2 separate regions of the Bombyx mori genome follow, and region 2 is linked to region 1. A link is a contact called in public Hi-C data. All regions are on one chromosome and are shown on one strand. Each heading gives the region's core, a stretch centred on a gene start, on an enhancer-like site or on the middle of the called end of the contact. The rest is flanking DNA. Distances are from core to core; before and after follow the strand shown. Region 1 overlaps LOC101737170 (tripartite motif-containing protein 2). Region 2 overlaps LOC101737318 (transducin beta-like protein 2).

Evidence for each region. Hi-C and Micro-C count contacts between places; a contact is called where the count stands out from the background.
Region 2: a Hi-C map of midgut shows a contact between it and region 1, with 1.9 times the contacts expected there. The contact joins two enhancer-like sites. A contact is called at or near these places in 2 of 7 Hi-C or Micro-C datasets (midgut and whole pupa).

What each region holds. Positions count from the first base shown.
Region 1 is chr8:8,601,846-8,607,428 of ASM3026992v2, forward strand. LOC101737170 (tripartite motif-containing protein 2) reads left to right here. Exons shown (of 13, transcript XM_004932073.5): 10 at 1,217-1,349; 11 at 2,077-2,330; 12 at 3,149-4,792; 13 at 5,542-5,583. The coding sequence ends at 2,327. Among protein-coding and RNA genes, the nearest start is that of LOC101737170, 19 kb to the left of the region's middle. Within about 2 kb of position 2,161, at least 4 of the 8 cell types and tissues checked have open chromatin away from gene starts, as enhancers often do.
Region 2 is chr8:8,671,811-8,677,393 of ASM3026992v2, forward strand. All of the region lies in intron 2 of LOC101737318 (transducin beta-like protein 2), which reads right to left. Among protein-coding and RNA genes, the nearest start is that of LOC101737318, 20 kb to the right of the region's middle. Within about 2 kb of position 3,326, at least 7 of the 8 cell types and tissues checked have open chromatin away from gene starts, as enhancers often do.

The DNA of each region.
Region 1 (5,583 bases), core at 911-3,410:
CGACAAGGACGGAACTTGTATAAAATGTGTTGTATATCGTCTTCTCGCATCAAAACTGTACAATCTCAAAACTTACTAAATTTTACAGGAGAGTGTTTTAAAGGTTTAACATATGATATTTTTAATATTAATTATCATTGCAAAATATTTTTTTTGTTTTTTTTTGTTTTTACCAGTTACATTATCGATCTTTTAAAGAAAGATAAAATTATGTATTAATAGTAGTCGAAGTATAGGTAAACTAAAAAAAATCTAAAACCAAACTACGCTCTTTTGACAGTATTTATAAAAAAAATACTGGTGATATCGAATGATTCCGAATATTAACTCAATTTCGAATATGTTTAGAAATTGTACACTTTTAATGCGAAAAGACGATATGTCAAAATCACAAATACAATATTGATATTGGTATAATTATATTTTTCATGTAAAATATGGCAAAGATTTAGTTTTGTTTGTGTGTGTTTGTAAGTTTCTAATAGATGGCGGTGTAAGTTTGGTTGGTCGGTTTGGGTATCTAATAGATGTCGCTGTGTTTTTCGCCATATCTTAGCGGGTCGCAATTTCGATCCGGTAGTAGATGCATCCGCGAAGCAACTGTCCGTAAGCTGTTAGATCTCCTTTGGAGGCGCTCGGGTAGTTGTTAGCAAATCCCACCCCTCCTGGCTGAGCCTTTGCCGCCCATCTATCCTGGTGAAACTGGAAAGGCCTTCGGACCAACAGTAATCCTTCCTTCACAAAAAAAGGCACGTGAACGTTTCAAGAAATCGATGTATGTTTTTTAATTGTATGAAACGTCATTTAATTAGCCGTAGTCAGAGCAAAGCGAATCATGACCTGATTTACTAGTGTTTTTTATAAACTTACTGGTTAATATTTATGTTATTCCTTCATCATGTAAGTTTATCGTGAACACGTTTTAGGGATCGGATAAAGTAATCATATGAATGAATCTTTTTCAATATCTATGTCATAATTGAGTTTATTTACAACTAAAAAAATATCAGTTATTTAGTAAATTAAATCAATGATAAATTAAAGAGACAGATACGATCTGAAAGATGGTACGATAGAAGTTTGTTGACACACTTCCATTGTATCGGTTTTGTTTAGATAATCTATTCGATCTATTATTTTATCAACATTAATACACTATATTGTTTATCGAAAATCTATGTTTTTTTTTTAATGTTTGACGGTTTCATATTTGCAGATAGGCAACGGTGATCTCGGCTTAGTGGGTGGTCTAGCTTTATCCGAAGACCTCATCATCATAGCTGACGTGGCGGTGCGGATCTACGATTCTGAAGGAAATCTCAAAAACACATTGGCCCCCGTCCCCAAAGGTAAATCAAATTCGTTTATAATAAAGACGACTGTACTCAAAATTTAAATTAGACAAAGTTGTAGATGTCGGTTATAACGATATTAATATATTTTGCTTAAACTGCGGTTCTTCACGTCGCCAGTTCGGGTGTGTCGAATTATGTAGTCGTCGTGGCCTAAAGGATAAGACGTCCGGTGCATTTGTTTGTATCGATGCACCATTGTTCGTATCCCGCAGCCGGGTACCAATTTTTTTAATGAAATACGTACTTCACAATTGTTCACGGTTGACTTCCACGGTGAAGGTATAAAACATCGTGTAATAAAAATCAAACTCTCAAACTTATAATTTGTGTAATTACTGGTGGTAGGACCTCTTGTGAATCCGCACGGGTAGTAGTACCACCACCCTGCCTATTTCTGCCGTGAAGCAGTAATGCGTTTCGGTTTGAAGGGTGGAGCAGCCGCTTTAACTATACTGAGACGTCACTCCGGTTTGAGCCGTGAGCTCACCTACTAGTTAAGGTTACGCTGAAATAGCCTCTCAAGGCTATCAGTTTAGGTAGGAAAAAAAACAGACCTTAGAATTCATATCTCAAGGTGGCGGCATTTACGTTGCATGTCTATAGGCTCCAGTAACCACCTAACAGCAGGTGAGTTGTTAGCTCGTCCACACATTTAAGCAACACAAAAAATAAAAAATAATAATTGGATAATCAAAATACGGACATCTCTATTCATTTACAGGTCGAGGGGTGTACGGTGGGGTGGCTATAGACGAGACCGGCAGCGGCAAGCACATCGTGTGCGCTCGCTCGGTGCGCGGGCGGGCCGCCCTCGTGGTGCTGGAGGCGGGGGGCGGCGGGAAGACGCTGGCGGCCTGCGAGCTCCTCGACAAGAAGCCGCGGAGGGTCGCCGGCATCGCGCTGCTGCCCAACAAGAAGGTGCTGCTAGCCGACCTGGCGGGAGACTGCTTAAGACTGCACACTTACTGGTGAAAGGTGACTAATTAGCTTGTTATCTATACTAACTAGTAGTCGCCCGCAATAGTCGTAATACGACTTATAATTATTTGAAATCATCTCACTCACACTCACTCACATGAGGTCCTACCGCCAGTAATTACGTAAATTATAATTTTGTGGGTTTGATTTTTATTACACGATGTTATTCCTTCACCGTGGAAGTCAATCGTGAACATTTGTTGAGTACGTATTTCATTAGAAAAATTAGTATCCGCCTGGGATTCCAACACCGGTACATCGCTCAACGAATGCACCGGACGTCTTATCCCTAGTCACACCTAACACCTATCAGAGACGGTACAGACCACAAGTAAATTTCTGTGCCTACCTTGAGAGATGAAGTTATGGTCCGAATAACGATTTGTCCTACCTTTCAACTGGAACGTATGATTGGTTCACAAAAGACATAGACGGAAACATCTCGCTATTCCTTGCATAATTCAGTCTCCTATTATTTCAAAACTCATGGATAAAATATGGTATATAATATCGAGTCTGATTTCAGACAGTAGATACTCATTACTATAACTTATTCCAATCGTAACTAGTGCTGCTAGTGGTTTGTTAAATTTTAATTAATTGGTAACAGTAAATTGTATAAAAACGTAATTAAATTTTATTGCACACCAAAACACAATTAACATTAAAAAATAGTCAACAAGCTACATGATACCTATATTTACTTATATTTATTTATTTTCAAACATGTTATACAATGTAATATGCTTTTAAACTTGTTATTACTAACTCCCATTAATTTGAGGCAAATAAAAATTAATTGGTTATTGTTTCAGATGACCTCTCGAATGAGCCGGGTCACGCTGGTAAGATGACCATCGAACGAATTTCATGCTAGTCCATAAACGCATCGAGAAACGATAGTAATGTCGGCCATATGTATATGCGCCAAATGAAAGGCGCAGAACTTAGCACTTGCACCAAAGTCCTTAGTCGACCTGCACTAACTACAGGTCGCTAACTTACGCTATACTACGCGATCAAGCTAAGAATGGCATTGACCGGTTTTCAAACTACAAAAAAAAAACTAACTTTGGTATAATTATTTAACTCAAACACAGATTTAATAAAGTTTCTTTCACATGTTTCAACTAAGCAGCAGTTCATCTAGGAACTTTCCTATGTGAAGTAATATTAATTTTACAAGCACGAAAATCTATCGAATTCGTAATATAAATGTATCGATAGTCAGCCTTCGAGATTGACGTTACCGTATGTCAAAACAATTTTCATGCTCTCGATTATAAGTTTCGAGTTTCGAGAACGTGACAACTTGGTTGCGAAACTAAAGTAATTAAATTCATTCGTGCTGCTGAAATTAGTTCTATTTACGGACAGTAGGGGCGCTGTTTAAACCCTATACTCGATTTTATCGATAGCGATACTTTATCGATAGTCATTCGTGCTCGTCCCTCAGAGGTCATTGGCTTATCTTTGTTTTGATCGCATAGTACACGATTAATTTTAGTACTTACAGTATTTATTTCTTGCTATTGTGTATTTTTTAGTTAACTGTCGATAGTAGTAGTTTGAAAACGCGACTGATTTTTTTTCGTTATTTTAATTTGGCTCGTTCTTTCTCAAAATTCCCACAAGCCATAATAATGTTTATGTAGCTTACTTGAGCTTTTAATACTTTAAGGTAAAATCGACGATTAAAAGCATTTCGGTTCTTAAATCTCGGAGTTAAGACTGAGAATTCGATGCATCTAATATTTCGATGTGATCCCATAAATTTAATCGATATAATAAATGAGTATCGATCGCTAGCATAACATTCTGAATGATCGATCGATAATTTTTAAGAGGCGTATTTCCTCTAAGCTAGTCTTACGGACAAAGCATTTACTGTCTAAAAGTCCTAACATCACGTTTATTATAGAAAAACGACAATATTTAATAATCAATTTAAGAAATGGTTAACAAGAAAAATCGTTTATTTATATAAGTATAAAAACTACGTCATCTTATACAAATAGATTCAATATCAAAGTTACTATAGAAACATAAATAATCCATCCATTTGCTTTACAAATCAGTACCGTAAAATGGGGCGATTAGGGACAAATTCCAACTTTATGAGCAATTTTAAGGTAGTTGTTGATGTATATAATGCTATATCAGGATCAAAATGATTGAGTCTTGGGGGCATCTTTGTTGTCTAATTTAAAATTATGCAACTAGCATTTCAGTTTAAGCAAAAAATGCAAAAATAGGTGTAATCCCTATTTACCCGAAAATTGCGGTTAATTGGGACGAAATGAGAAATTTGCTAGGGTTGGCACTACTTTTATTTTTATATATAGTTTTAATTTATTTATTTATTTAGTTGCACCAACAAAGTGATAATCAATAAAAAAAATTGAAAAACTGACAAAAGTACATGGCAGACATCACCTCAATTATAGGTGCAATCGACAGTGCAGTAACAAAATATATATATATATATATATATATATATATATATATACAGTCAAAATCTGTTATAACGACATCGAAGGGACTGCTCATATTCAGTCGTAAAAACCGATAGTCGTAACAACCGGTGATGTTTAATGTGTATCTTGCAAGTACAAACAAATCTATAGGGAATTATTGGAAAAATATATTTACATAATACGCGATTTTTCTTCAATATTAATTTGGTTTCTTTTTCTTTGCGACATTTTGAAAGTTTCACGAATAACTCCACAAAGTTTTGGTGCGTCTTGTGTATAGATAAGTAACAAACTAACTGAAGAGATATGAAGAAGCGGGCTTTGACTCTACCGCATGCACGTGTTTTGTTTCTGAGAATTAGAAAAGACCCTACACTAAACTAAATCCTATTGTGATTTTAATAGCCATTGAAGACAAATGTGGATACCTATTCAAATTGTTTACAATACAGCTTAGCCGGTCGTTCTAACAGATCTAATTCTCCGAAATATTAGTTAAATGTGGTCGTTTTATGAGGTATGTCGTTATTACCAATGTCGTAGAAAGCAATATTTTTAATAAGGCGGTCATATGGCATTCAGCCGGGACCTTTGTTCTAGGTTATTATAAGCGGCATGTTGTATTAAACGATGTCGTAGTAAACGGTTTTGACTGTATATATATATTTACACATATATAGTGGGCTTTCTTAGAAACTGTTTATATTTCTCCGTTCTTGGTAAGTACTTAGGGGCTGATATTTCTATCTGGGTTAAGAGATTAGGTGTGTCGG
Region 2 (5,583 bases), core at 2,076-4,575, 71 kb after region 1:
CTAAATTAATTACGCATTTGTTTTTTCATCTTATGTGATCGAAGTTCGACCACAAAGCAAAGCATGTTTTTCGAAAAAAAAAAAAAAAAAAACCATAACTTTTAATTTACGAATACGGAACACCTACGGAACCGTTAGATTTCTTAAAGTTTTATTCCCTACCTTTTAATGTCCGCGCTAAAGATAGCCGTTAATGTCCATTTTCACGTATTAATTAACAATCGTTAACTATAAGTAGGTCATTAAGATAAAAAAAGTGTGGTAAGTCATTAAATAACTACTGTAATTAAAATAATATGTATCTCTTAAGCATCGAATACGATTAATGATAACAATTGCAAAATAATAATAAAAAATTGTCTATTTGTATCTTAATTCCATTTGATTGTTGGTGCATTTATTTGAATTCCATTGATGTTCGTGGTATTAAACGAAATTCTAAAAAATATAGCGTTTTTAAAATGAAAATTTATCAGGTTAAGGTTATCTGGTTAAAGAATAAAATGTAATGATCAAAAATCAATACTTTCATTTCAAACTTTAGACTGCAAACGACAAGATACGTTTATTGCTTCATGGAGGGTTATTTTAATTTCGTTTTTTTTTTTTTTTGTTGCTTAGATGGCTGGACGAGCTCACAGCCCACCTGGTGTTCAGTGGTTACTGGAGCCCATGTATATCTACAACGTAAATGCGCCACCCACCTTGAGATATAAGTTCTAAGATCTCAGTATAGTTACAACGGCTGCCCTACCCTTCAAACCGAAACCCATTACTGCTTCACGGCAGAAATAGGCAGGGCGGTGGTGCCTACCGGCGCGGACTCACAAGAGGTCCTACCACCAGTAAAGATTCTATTCAAATCTCAATGTAAGTAGTTCAATGAAATTAGTTTTATATGGAACTAGTAGGAAAATGAACACAATAGGCAGTCCTATTTCGTAATGCATCATGCAGTATCGTTTTCCTAAACATACTGCAAAAAGGCTAGCTAAATTACTATAATATTTTAAAACAGACTGAATTACGTCATTGATGCATCCGAAAAAAATGTTGATTTAAGAATGTATTTATTAATATGAATCATTGAAAGTTATACTTTTAGTAAATACAATGCTTTATTTTGAAGCATGAAGATCAGGGATTACATGTCATATATAAAATCAGCTATCGTCACACGTCAGGCATTTTTATTAGCAATTCTATTTGAACTGCTCGTTTGGTGCTTGGTGGTATGTACCACAATATTTACAATAACGACTTCTATACTATAAACCTCTGCATATTAGCTGGATAGACAAAGGAACGTATTTCGAACGCATAGTACAAACCTCCCTAAACACGTCATTACGGATCCTCCAGATCCATTAAAGGTGCTTTTAGGTACCTCAAGCACCGGTCACCGTCCTCGCCGAACCCGTCGCTTGCAACGAAGGGCTCGACGAGTAAATTAAACCATAGATACAGCCCACTGAGTTTCTCGCCGCATCTTCTCAGTGGGTCGCGTTTCCGATCCGGTAATAGATACTGCGAAGCTCTGCTCTTGCTAGGGCCAGTGTTAGCAAATCCCCCGTTTTGAACCCCGTGAGCTCACCTACTCGCCTGATTACGCTGACATAGCCGCTCAAGGCTATCAGCTTAGGTAAGAAAAAGTAAAAAAAATAGAAGCGAACCTCAACTCTGCTGTGATATTATTATATCATCATATATTATATCATCACATGTATCATTAAATGATAATATTATTATAGAACACGCACATCCTTATAGTATTACGTATACCTAGTAGAACTGAAACAAATACATCGGTGTTTTTCATAGTTGTCTGCGCATTAAAAGCTGTTTAATAAGTAGTTTACACACATTATGATTCATTGGTAATGACATTGAATATTCGCCGACCCAAGCATTACCATATTTGATATGATTGCTTCATGCATAAGTCGGATATACATATATACATAATTTCGTGATTCGCAAACGAACAAACCGTCGGGTTTTGTACAGTTAAGCTTAGTGGAGTCATACCGAATCTGGACAAAAATTTGAACTAACATATTTTAGTAAAATTTATTTTTTCGGGTGTCGCGAATAATAGAAATAGTCGATCAATTATCTACGAATAACGTCAGTCGTTCGTGACTACGGAGAATACAAATTGTCCAAAACTTCCGAAATTGTGAATTGAAAATATGTAAATAAACGCTAGTTTTAATTATTAAAGTTTTTTTTCCAATATAACTTAATAAAATATAAACCAGCATCTACAAATAAAGTCTGACGGACAAAAAAACTGACAAAAAAGTCAATATAATACTGGTATTTCTTTTTTCTTTCCTATTCTCTGGTAGCCTAAGGGGCTATTTCATATTAATACAGCAAAAGCATTGCCAAACAAAAGTATGTAAAGAATTCGGTTCTTCAGGTAAATATTTTTTTACAAATATTCTTCGAACGGACAAATACCTCTTTTGTTAATTTTACATTTTTATTTAACATTCGTTCATGTTAACCTACATTTCGAAAATTTTAATAAACTAAATAGGTTTTAAGACACAAGGCTGGAGCCGACAGACGCCTTCCGCAGTCAACGGTTTTTGGAGACAAAAGGCCTCTTACGTTTACTCTTTTCCTAGTTTTGATCAATACCGGTATCCTTGAATTAGTTAATTGTGACAAATTTTTTTCCTTTGTTCAGACGGTTTTTATATAACATGTTATTTTTGTTTTGACTGTACTAAGAGATAGAGCGAGGAATCAAATTGTGGAACATTATTATGAGTAAATTAATAAATTCTCAATTTCGGTTCATGATTTTAGTTTTTACGGACCTATATTGGGGGACGAACTCACGTTTCGCCATGTGTTAAGCGGTCACTGAGATGTACAAGACCATTAACGAAGGTCAGTTAGTAGCCCTGAGCCTTATTCCAAAGTGGGCTGTGGCTTCAATTCGGAACTTCTCAATAGAATTGGAATCATTGAGGATTGAAACTTTTCAGACCGGAACTCAAAACTACAAAAATCTCGGAGCAACAATAGATAAGAGAATAGTATAGACAGTGCAGGCTTCCAGCATTTAATAGTATTATTGTTAATAAAGTATCATTATTTATCATTATCCTGCCCTTCTCCCAGTTACCTGGGGTCGGCGCTACATATTTTCTCCTTCCATACTCTTCTATCATATACTATTTCTATCATATAGTCTTCTATCATATATTAAAGTATGTTATAACAAAACATAATTCTGTACTACTATACTGTTGTAGAATAATAACAATTTCATTTTAGATGTTTCTATTGTAATGTTTACAACTGGCGCCATCTTGCTAAACGGCCTTAACATAATCACTGCGACCTTAAAAAGTCGCTTTAAAACATCAATAGATGGCAGCAGTATGAGCAGTGTCTTGAAGTATTAATGAAAAAGCATTTAATTTTAAAGGTTTTGCGTTTTCCAGTTGCTTCATAAATTAATTATAAATAAAACATAATTAATTGTGATGTTTTTACGTTAAGCAAATTAAAAAAAAATACGTCTTAGTAATGTCAATAGAACGAACAAAAGTTCATTGAGCTCATAAGCGCGTTCACTAAATTAATGAATAGGTAATAATATAGTAGTACGATATTATTGCGATTAGGAGCACGTGGTCGTGATAGCTCGTTTTAAGCGCATGCGCAATTTTAATCAAATCAAATACCACGTGGTCGACAATACCTACAACGCCAGACAATCGCAACATTGTGTTTACATAGTAAATTACTACGATTCAGAAAAATAACGGCACTATCAACGAGTAATAATAACAAACTCTTTTTTTTTTTTTTTTTTTTTAAATTATCCGTGTATAAATATATTTAATGTATTTCTTTTCGATATTAAAACGTAATTTACTTAGCTCAGTTATTTATTAACCATTCACCGTTACAATTCGAACATGGAGGTTTAATTTTAAAGGTCGATACCCGGATTTGAACTTTACACAATAAGGTAGGTAAATAGATGAATCGCAGAGTACATACTACTAAAAGTTCACGTCATGAAAATCAGAGTTCCGTCGAGAGGAATACTTCCAGACGCTTCTTTCCTTGTTGAATTACGAAATTTCTATCTCATAGCGTTCGTTATTCGATTGGATAATATAGTCAATAGTCAAAGCCAAATGTGCCAACGGTGAAAGTAGCCTGTGCTTGTTATGTTATGAATGTTATCTAGTCATTTCACCTAGGCTTTCCTATATTAATTTATAGCTAAAATGTACAAACGAATAAATATTATATTACTACTTAGTTTATTGATTTCTATGACTCAAACTGCGTGACCTATTTTTAGTACGATTATACAATAATCTTTGTTTTCAATGACAAATTGGCGACCACGAAAAAAGTATATAAATACATCAAAAAGTTTCTACTGTCTTTGTTTTCTGAGCGTTCATCGCTTATGATTTAATTCTAGATACAGTTGTTGATGCGTCAGTGGAGTTTTCTAGTATTCTTTTGCGTGATTTACGTCCGATATCTGTAGCTGTGGCTGGCATGTCGTTTCAACGAATGAGCATGTATTTGATATTTTATTAATATTTAGTAATAATCACCAATAATCGTTATTTTATCGAATATGCGTAAAACAAATATCGTGCAAAAACGATAAAATACCACAGCGATTTCACGATAATCCAACTTTATTTAATTATCGTGTTTCGCCAAGTGACATTTGCAGAGAGCGTCACTTGCACGTTTTCATAGTAAAAAAAAAAGTGTAATATTGGATAACGCCGATAATATCAAAACAAAACAAACCCAAGTGCAGAGGTAGAAAGTGCGTCGTGAGACAACTTTCGCGACCGAATTCAAGAGAAAGTAGTCCGGGGCGCCGCGTCGCGCGCATACATTATATCACTTCATCCGACATCGGAATTATATCACTACCACACGCCTCTTTCCGAACTAGAAATTATAATAACAACGATGATTTAACTCTGACTAATTCCGAGGGTAGTAAGCGCCTCTAACTGCCGGACCGAGGGTCGTGGGTTTGATTTCCGCATTGAGCAAACATTCGCGTGATGAATCAGTTTGTTTTCACTTTGTCAAAATGTTTAATTTCTATATGTGTGTACATCCAGAGCCAGATGACCTTGTGTGACTTGTCTTATTATTATTATTGTATCAAATACTGTCTCGCCCGCTAGGACGGCAGGACACACTCCGGTGAGGTGGGCAACAATCGGCCGGCAAACCTGCGAACTATACGGGCACTGTCCACCAAGATATCTTATACCTTTAAACGAGCAATTCTTGTATATATAATCTGAATCTCGGAAATGGCTCCAACGATTTTCATAAAATTTAGTATACAGGGATTTCGGGGGCGATAAATCGATCTAGCTACGATTTATTTTCAGAAAATATTGTTTTATTCGTGTTTTCAATAAACAACTCTTCCCGACATGTATTGGCGAATAATAATACTACTGTTTTTCTTAATTGAGGGCAACTAAACGCTTTAAAGAAACAAAAAGATGGCGTTATCAAAAAAAAAATATCATCTAGTTACAATTGATAACCGACAGT